Regions from separate parts of the Rattus norvegicus genome. Here region 1 is linked to region 2. The links are chromatin contacts, called in public Hi-C maps. All regions are on one chromosome and are shown on one strand. Each heading gives the region's core, a stretch centred on a gene start, on an enhancer-like site or on the middle of the called end of the contact. The rest is flanking DNA. Distances are from core to core; before and after follow the strand shown.

Region 1 (4,915 bases), core at 14-2,513, 190 kb before region 2:
TTTGGAAGTGGGGGCAGGAGGATGGCGAGTTGCAGGCCAGTTTGTGAGACTCTGATTCAAGAAACCAAAAGGAAAATTAAAGCTGTTGATGAAGCCATCTTCCACTCATCTGTGTGCAAAATGCTGCAGGCTTTGTGGGGCAGAAACTTGCCAGTTGCTTTTAAAGGTACACATTTATCTTCCAACTAGCAGCGTCACCCAGGGACCTGGCCCAGGGGCTGTAACTGCCCACAGTTGAATCGAGGTTGTCATGTTCTTCACAGCGATGTGGCAGGTGATGGCAAGATACTGGAACTCACCAAGTCCCCCTCTAGGAGTAGCATTGCGTTAAACTGTGGTATAGTTACACCATGGGACAGAGCTGTGACAAGAGGATGCTCCAAGCAGTTTCAAAAGGCAAGGTGGGCCTGGGCTGTTGGGGCAAGGACGACAGAGCAGAGCTTTCTGCTGACTACATTCAGCCCCTCTGGGGACATACCCAGATGGAGCCTGCTTTGGCTGCTTTAGTGAGAAGAGACCCTTTAGTGAAGACTAAAGCTGCCAACGCTGACCTGTTAGTACCTGAGAAGAAGCAGAAATAACTTTCACAGTGACTACTGAAGAGACACAGAGTCTACCAATCTCCAAGCACTTGGGTTTGTGTGGAGCGGTCAGGAGCACAGACGGTTCTCAAGGCTGTTCAACGACCCTCTTGTTTACCAAGAACTCACTCCCACAGTTCAGCTGGCAACTCAGGACACAGGGACAGCCCGGTAGGTGGTGTTTGTCCTGCTCAAGTTTCTCTGTGACCGAAATGGGGGTGAACACGTGTTTCAGTCGGATCCATTAGGAATAGAGCTTGCTGTGTCCAGTAAGCTCGGCAATGGGAAAGAACTATGGGACAACATCTACCCTACAAAAAGGCGTAAAGGGGACCTCCAAATTGAGGATGCCAAGACAAGCCTGTGACAGAAGCCAACAGGAGCTGGGATCTGTGAGGAAGCCAGCTTTGGGAGGCTCTGCCAACCTGGATTTAGAGATCCTTTGGCTGCCCTAACATTTTAAGGACGTGACCAGACAATCCAGATTTCACGTCGCATATTCCCTGATGTGGGTTTAGAAACATTTGGCTGAGCAGAGTTTTTATGTTCTTATTTCTACACAGTTTAAGGGGATAATGTTTTTATAATGACACAGAACATAGCAAACTGTTAGATCCTCCGATAGTTAAGGAGGCAAGGTGCTGGACAGCATGTGTAAGAGATATAGTTCCGTTCTGACTGACAAGCTTGGCACACAGACAGGTAGATATTTACAGAGCAATGCACTTGGGTACACAGCAGGGAAGCTTCACACTAGAATTTTGTATCATGTGTATGTCTTTGTTGTTTCCTTTGGAAATAAATGAAATTAAATTCAGCATCTCCAGATGGGATCTGCCCATCCATGGTCATATGAGTGGGGACCTCTTTGCAGAGGGTCTGTTGCAGACCAGAGTATTTTGTCTATGTGTGTAAGGGAACATTACTGTTAAGAGTTGGGGAGAGCTCAACACTATAAACGAGTCTGTCCTCTTACAGGGGAGAGAAGGTTCTGCCACTCGGAGGGTCTCTTGTCACCTCCACCAGTCTCATGTCTGACCCCTAAGGAAGTCAACAGGGACAAAAGGCGGCATTTGCCTCATGCACAGAGATGAAACAGCTCAAGTCCCTTCAGGAAGGAAGTCCCCCAAGACCAGATCACTCACTTCCTTGGCCCTCCAGCCCTGGTTGCTCATGGGGTTACCTTGATGGCTGCAGGTCTCGTAGAGACACGTGACAGAGTCATCAGTTGAAACACACTTCTCATATGGTTCTCGGTTGTGCCACATTGACCATTAAAACTAGGCAGCATAGACACTCTCCCCTGTCCAACTTAGAGTGCAGCCAGGAATCTACACTCTGGTTCCCCAGCATAATCTAGGTTCAGGGAATGTAAATTTAGAATAAAACTAAATGAAGCCCAGGCACCCCTGCCTATCGCCTGAGCATGGTCACCATCCTCAACATTTCAATCCAGGATTTCTCACTGCTTTTCCCATTTCACTCAAATGGGTCTGCTTGCTTTTTTCACTTTTTAATTATTTTTTCTTTTTTTGGAGCCAGGCATGGTGGCTCACACCTTTTATCCTGGCACTTGGGAGGCTAGCCTGGTCTACACAGTAAGTTACTGGAACATGGGCAACTTCCATATATGAAGAAAAACAACTCCAGAATAATCATTTAGGGCTCCTTGGGGAGAGGCGGGGCGTCATGAAGCCCCTCCCTGTTCCCTGATAGGATATTTATGGGCTCAGTCCCAAGTAGGTCTTGTTCAGGTTGCTTCTGCTGCTGTAAGTTCATGAGTGCAACGTCCTGTCCTGAAAACATCTTTCCACAGCCATCCTCTGGCTCAGTCATTCTTTCTGCTCTCTCTTCCACAACGTTCCCTGGGCCTTGGAGAGGTTGGTACAGGTGTCCTGGTTAGGATCGAGCACTCAACGGACACTTATTACCAGTACTCTGTCCAGTTCTAAGCCTCTGCCCACTTCACCCCATTGACAATGCAAAGAGAAGCTGGTTAAGGCCGAGCCCACTTGCCTTTTGTTGACCACCTCCTACAGTTTTGTATTCCCTTTAGCTCTGGTGTGCTCCAGCCATCTCTACCTGTCGAGTTCCTACAACTCCTCTCTGAGGCTCAGCTCTAGGGCTGTGCCTGTCTCACATCCTGTCTTGTATCTCCACAGTGGGCAGTGATCTCCCTCCCCCTGAACGGAAGGCGAAGGGCCACGCTTCGGAGACTTCCCTTGTTTTGTCTTTGCTGTGATTAGATACTTCCCTGTTCGCTCATTAAAAGGCCAGAAGGTGCAGGTGAAGCCGAGGTTGCTGACTTATTTGCAGCCCTTCCCAAAGCGGCTGCACTACAGTAGAGCAGACACTCGCTTGCAGAGTCAGGAGGCTGGGATGTTGACTCCCCACTGTTTCAAGGAATAAAATAAGAATTTACCCTGTTTCCTTCTGTCTTCTTTGCAATTATGGTTACCAAAGCCCCTGACATCTGGTTGGAATAGTCTTTATAAACCAATTGTGTCCATCTTCAAGCCAAACTAAATTATTTTGGTCCATAGCCTCATTATTCAAGGCAAAACTAATTTTAGCCTACATGACTGAAGATGGCGTTTCCCCCTCTCTTCTAGCCATACATTTGGATTATCATCCATGATACTATAATCAAGGTATTTAGGGGGTTTTTTTTGTTTTTTGTTTTTTTTTTTAGTAAGAAAACATTTGAGCCACACAAGTGAGATTTCCAAGATGGGGACTGTAAATTTTTTTATAACAAAATTATTTTGTAAATACTTCTAAACAGAAGAACTGTAAATGCTCTAAGTTTTACTTTTTTTGTTTTTTAAAGATTTATTCATCTGTTCTATACAAGTACACTGTAGCTGTCTGCAGACACACCAGAAGAGGGCATCGGATCTCTTTACAGATGGTTGTGAGCCACCATGTGGTTGCTGGGAATTGAACTCAGGACCTCTGGAAGAGCAGTCGGGTGCTCTTAACTACTGAGTCATCTCTCCAGCCCCTAAGTTTTACTTTTAAATAACTTTTCTTGAGACAAGGTCTTATTCTGTAGCTCAGGTTGGCCATAGTACTGGTCCCAAAACAAAACAAAGAAAACAAACAAAACCCCAACAAAACCAGAAACCTTCAAAAACATTTCCAGGGATGAAGATAATTAAATTACAAAGCATATGACCTTACAGAAACACTAGGCCTAAGATTCTACTCAAGGAATTTGAAGAAAATGAAGAGAGAGAAATTGCTCACAAAAGTTCCCGCCACCTGCGGTCTGAGGAGACGCTCAGTTGGTGGGGTGCCTGCCTCATATGCGGAACCCCAGCATCATCGTGGAATAAAAGTAGGACAGAGTGCCATGCACCTGCTATCCCAATCTCGGAGGCAGGAGGATCAAAAGTTCAAGGCCCTCTCCAGCCACAGAGTGAGTCCAGTGACAGCTTAGGATACAGGACACTAGGTCTCAGGAAGGAAAGAAGGAAGGAAGGATGGACTAGTTTACACTTCAAAAGAGTTCTTGGGCTATTTCAGTTTCCGCAACTAAGACCAAAGGTAACGCGCTCCACGAGAGAAAAACCTGAAAATGCAAACAAGAAAAATTAGCCTGAAGAAAGAGGCTCGGCACAGAGAGAGACTCGGAAGAGGCCTGAGCTGAACATGTCCTGCGGCTCACACAAAAGATGAGGTGAGGAAGCCGCCGCTTCCTTATTTAATAACAGAGGACGAACATTTTCCATTTGAAAAGACACATGTCTGGAAATCTCATGTCCCTCCGGGTGGCTTCCAAGTTAACAATAAGTGAGATGTAATGATGAGAATACAGTCTAATCTTAAGTACACACACACACACACACACACACACACACACACACACACACACGCACACACGCATACATACATACATACATACATACAAACACTCATATGTATGGGTGAAATATCAGAAGGAAATAAAATGGGCTTACTAAGTGGGAATATTACAGAGGATTTCTGTCCTCCATATGCTCTCCTGATTCACTGAATTTTATGCAGTTAACACCTTTACATTTTTTCTACCCATATGGTACACAGAGATAGTGTTTTCTGAATGTAGTCAGAGGTGACTTTGAACTCCCAATCCTCCTGCCTCGGCCCACAGAGTGCTGGCCTGACCATGAGCATCGCTATGCCCAGTTTAGTGCTTTTTATATTAATGAAAAGACCATGAGGCTCTTCACGAGAGCCACGCTGTGGAATCAGCCTCGGCATCTGTCACCAGATGAATGGATAAAGAAAACGGGTTACATGTATACAGTGGCGGTTCATCCAGCCAAATGACAGAAAGAAATCGTGTCATT
Region 2 (4,868 bases), core at 162-2,661:
AATATTGCCCCCAAATAATAATAAGAAAGCTTGAAACTAGAAAGTTAACATTTTGAAACAAGTTTAACTCAAGGCCTTAAATTTTCAAGGCATACCACACTCACTATTTACATAGAATAAAAATATACTTATTTTCAAATGCTCCAGAAATGTTATAGTCCTTTAGAATTCCCCTAGAAACCCAATTTTTTGTTTTGTTTTGTTTTGTGTTTGGAGACAGTCTCATGTAGACCAGGTTGGCCCCAAACTCCATATGTAGTTGATGATGCTTTGAATCTCTAATCTCCTGCCTCCACCTCCCCAATGCTTGTTGGAGATGCCATTGGGGTTGTGCCAGCACTCTCCCAATTGAGCTGTATTCCCAGCTCTCTCATCCAGCTCTTATTGGCTCTTTCCAGGGTTCTTTCTGTCTTCTACCTTTAATATGCTTCCCAGTCATAGGGGTTTCAGGTTGGCCCCCCCCCGCCCCACCCCCGAGCTATTTCCCGCGTCACCTTGTGAACTTCGGAGACTCCAGGCAGAAGGTGCAGTGCTTCTTCCCTCTGGAAGAAGAGGAGGAGGGGGAGAGGGAGGGAGAGAGAGAGGAAGGAAGACGGAGGAAGAGGGAGGAAGGAGGAAGGAGGAGGAAGAAGGAGGAAGGGGGAGGAAGGAGGAGGAAGAAGGAGGAAGGAGGAAGGAGGAAGGAGGAGGAGGAAAAGAGAAGAGAAAAAAATCTTACAAAGTCCCGCTTCTTTACCGAGTGGGGAGGTGAGTGGCCATTTTCCCCTTCCTGAGGCCGGGGAGGGGGCATCTGAAGCGGGGCGGGGGGGGGGGTGGGGGGGGAGGAGAGGTTAAGGATATCTGAATATCACCTCGCAGGCTGTACCCAAGCCCTCCTGTACCTTACTGTATGAGCTAATCTTGCTGATTTGTCCGTTTGAACTTCTATTCCATAATTAGGCGAGAGTTTTGTGCTCTCTGCATCCGAATGATAAAAGTTAAAGTGGGGACGCGGAAAAGGGCGGTGGGCGAGGCTAGCAGCTGGGTTTAAACTGGGCTTTTCAGTGTGTGAACTTCCTTGCCAACTACTTTCTCTCCCTTCTGCCTCTGTAACGGCCTGGTTACAGAAACAGCTGCATCTACGGTGGTTGGTCATCACCAGGAAAACAGCTGGACTCTGCTCCCAATCTGTCTTCTCTCCTTAAACTCAAGAAGCAACACTGCCAAGGAAGAAGGGAGAATTATCCAGTTCCCAAATTTCCTCCAAATGGCGAAGGGGGGGAAATGCCCTTCTCTGCTTCCACTCTGGGATGAGCCCTGCACCGCCGCCTGGGCCCTGCTAATAAAAGCGCAAAGCGTAAATGGCTTAGGGATTATTGGCTTTCGCCCTTGGACTGAGACATGAGATCACGATTTTCAGTCGGGAAAGGAACCGCCTCTGCCAGGCTGCCGAGGCCGCCGCTTCCCCTCCCTGCGCGGGTCCTGCATTACATCACGGTGAGCTCTTGCTGGTAGGGGGAGAGGAGACTTCTCCTGGGACCTAGCCCCAGACAAGGAAGGATGAATCAGATAAAAAGGAGGGGTGGGAGGAGTGATGTTGAGGAAGTGGAAAAAGGAAAAGGCAGGTCCCAGTAGCACACCATCTTTAGAGGCTGTGTGTAGAAGCAAAACGGAACAGCCTAACGCAGCTGCACCCCAAATGCGTTCCTGCAACACCTCCAAGCCCACCTGAACCCCAATTTTAAGTCCACATAAACGGATACAGAAAGCTGTGAGGATACTTAGGTAGAGGAGATTAAGGGTGCCTCAGTCAGGCCCCCTGGACCTGAAAGGACTAAAAGCATCCGCACTGGGGTGGGGTGGGGTTGGGTGGGGTAGGGTGGGGTGGGTGGACCAGAAGGCCGGGCGGGGGCGCAGCAGCCAGCGGTTACCTCCCCTGCCAGGCGACAGCAGTCAGAGGGGGGAGGCAGAAGCGCCTCCTCCCCGCCCTGAGCCCGGGCTGCAGCTCAGGGGGAGGACGGTGCCTCACCTAGCCCCCGATGAGGGGCGTATCATGCCATGGCAGCGCCTGCGAACGACAGCGGCGGCAGCACCCAAAGCAGGAGCAGCAGCCCCCGGAGCCGAAACGGAGTTGGGGGTACTGCGGCTGGAGCTCGCGACGGCGGAGACTCGGGAGTCCGGGACGCCACGGCGACCGCCCCCAGCCTCCCACCGCTCGAGGACTACGAGTGCAAAATCTGCTACAACTACTTCGACGCGGACCGGCGCGCCCCCAAGCTGCTGGCATGCCTGCACACCTTCTGCCAGGAGTGCTTGAGCCAGCTGCAGCTCCGCGCCGCCGCCGCTTCCAGCGCCGTCCCTGAGCGCGCACCCCGCCCGCCACCCTGGCACGGCCCGCCCGGCGCCATCGCGTGCCCGGTGTGCCGCCACCGCACGCCGCTGCCGGACAGCCGCGTACACGGCCTGCCCAACAACACCAAGCTTGCCGAGGCCTTCCCGCTGGCTCTGCGAGCCGCACACGATCCGCTGCCCCAAGACCGCCTCCCGCCGTTGGCCTCCCGCCGCCCCGCGCCCACCGCCCCGCCGCCAGTCCCCGCCCCGCAGCCGGCGCAGCCGGCGCCACCACCCGCTGAGGACGCCGCCCCCGGACCTCCGGGCCGCCCGGGTCTCCGCGCCCCGGGCGCCTACGAGAGCTGTCAGAACTGCAAGCGGGCGGCGCTCACCGCCGGCTGCGTGTGCGTAGTCTTCTCGTTCCTCTCCATGGTGGTGCTGCTGTTCACCGGTCTCATCTTCGTCAACCACTACGGCGGCGGTGGCGGCGGCGGCGGGGGTGGGGGACCCCCGAGCAGCGGTTCGTCCCCCGGCCCCGCCCCAGCTACCGGATCGCCCTCGCCTGTGGGACCCATTTGCCTGTCGGTGGCTAGCATCCTGGCACTCTTCTCGGTGGTAGTTACCTGGATCATCTGCTGGCTCAAGTACCGGCCCGATGGGACCGCCGCGGGCTCCGCAGGAAGCGGCGGCAGTGGCTCCAGGGCGCGGGCGGCCGCAACTCTGGGCAGTGCCCGGAGGAGCGATACGTAGCGGGAAGGCACACCCGGGGCATCGTCTACCCTGAGCATCCCCAGGGGACCCGGTTTTGGACTCAGTGAGCTGGGGTTTCTCCCCGCTTCGTCTGTGACCACGAACCAACGAACCACTGCGGAGTCTCAGTTTCCTTTCTCTTCTCTTTTTGTTCCCTGTTTCCCTTACCTTGAGCGAGAGAGGGAAACAGAAGAGAGTGGGATGCTGGTGTGTGTGGGATCTCCTTTATGCGTCACTCCCACCTTGACCAAAGTATGTGGCTGTCCCTGCCCCATAGCCTGCAGATGTGCAGAAAGCGGATTCCTGGCGCCTAGGACTTGGGCGCTCGTTTAGGGTAGCGCGCGCGCACTTGTCCGCCACAGTTGTGAATGGACTTGAATCTCTTAAAGGAAAAATGAATAAGGTGTAAAAGCAAAGGATCTTCCTGCGTCTCAGAGATCCTGGGAGGACAGACTGATAAACAAACAGTCGGGATCCACGCGCCTGGAGTTGAGCCGCAGGCTAGACCTTGCCGTAGCCGGCGTCTGCGCGGAACTGGGCAGGTGCTCAGCGCGCGTGCGCGTCCCGGGCTGTCTCTGGTCTCCCTGAAGCGCGCACTCGGTGGTGATCCGTTGCTTTCCGCCTGGTGCCTGGAGCCAAGCCCAGAAGTCCCATCTCTTGGAGGCTTGCGGTTGTTTTATTCACAGTGTTACTGGCAGGCAGTCATTTTCATCTTCTGTAACCGGACTCGACTCAGGGAGCTTAAAGAGCCTGACCTCTCAAAACTGACTGACTGTTGCCCCCACCTGGAAGACAGTGAAAGCTATTTATTCAAAGTATAAACTATAAGCTTCCCCCTTTCCCGTGGCACCCCGCTCCCCCAAGTTCACTAAAAAAATAATTTACTTTTGAATATATAAATCTGGAAGTTTTGCACAGACGTTGTTTTGAGCGGTGTCATTTCTCTCTTACCTCTGATCCAAACACATTTCAAAATAATATGCAGAAAATCAAGGTGTGTTAGTAGTTCAAGATTTTATACTGTGAAACGATAACTTTCAACTATATGAAAACATATAATAGTGCCCAAAGAGAAACTGAAAAATGTCTCTGTCTCTGGTTATCAAGATAATGTACATTTAGCATATTTTGAGTTTAATTGTCCGATGTCATGGAATCACTGGAATGTCCACGCTAAATGGGGAAAAATACATATGGACCCGATTTTGAGACGAAAGGGGTGATTTGTGGGTGTGTACTACACATGGTAGACTTGCCTTTTTAGGAGGAAAACGTGGGTCTAAAATGTATTTTGTGTGAAAACAAATGTTTTATTCCACTTTTTGGAAGTTGGGGAGAGATCATTGGGAAAAATCGGAGATGCCACAGGGGGTGTGCTGTTTTCCCTCGTGTATTATGACACCTGCATGATGTCTCTGTATTAACTGATCTCCAGTGAAGCATTTATATCTATCATATGGGTGGAGTAATTTATTGGCCATCCATTAAGTAGCATGGCTGCAGTTTAGGAACCACAATATGGCGTGTTATATGTCTATGCTGTCTTAATAAAAACAGGAAGTGTTTATAGAAAATAAGACGCACTGGATTTCGGCACATTTTTATTTCATGGTGAAATCGCTCCCAGCTCTTTTCCTAGCCTTTCTTCTCCTTGGGTACATGCTTCAATCCAAGTCCCGATGCCAGATTTTGATTGAGGCTCAGAGAGGAAAAATTGCTCACATGTGACAGTGTAGTTAGTTAAGATGAGCATTTTGTGTATTTCTGAGCTTTTTTATTTTTTTAAACAATTTTTCGTAGTTTGTATG

Evidence for each region. A called contact is a pair of places that touch in the nucleus more often than the background predicts.
Region 1: a contact with region 2 is called in a Hi-C map of psoas muscle, with 4 times the contacts expected there. The contact joins the enhancer-like site here to the promoter of LOC108351956 in region 2. A contact is called at or near these places in 5 of 12 Hi-C or Micro-C datasets (hepatocytes, kidney, liver and 1 more).

What each region holds. Positions count from the first base shown.
Region 1 is chr9:87,321,944-87,326,858 of GRCr8, reverse strand. All of the region lies in intron 4 of Sgpp2 (sphingosine-1-phosphate phosphatase 2), which reads right to left. Among named protein-coding and RNA genes, the nearest start is that of Farsb, 71 kb to the left of the region's middle. Within about 2 kb of position 1,263, at least 2 of the 93 cell types and tissues checked have an H3K27ac peak or open chromatin away from gene starts, as enhancers often do.
Region 2 is chr9:87,129,738-87,134,605 of GRCr8, reverse strand. It overlaps LOC108351956 (RING finger protein 223-like), which reads left to right and starts at 1,411. Exons shown (of 1, transcript XM_039084659.2): 1 at 1,411-4,637. The coding sequence starts at 2,038. The coding sequence ends at 3,060.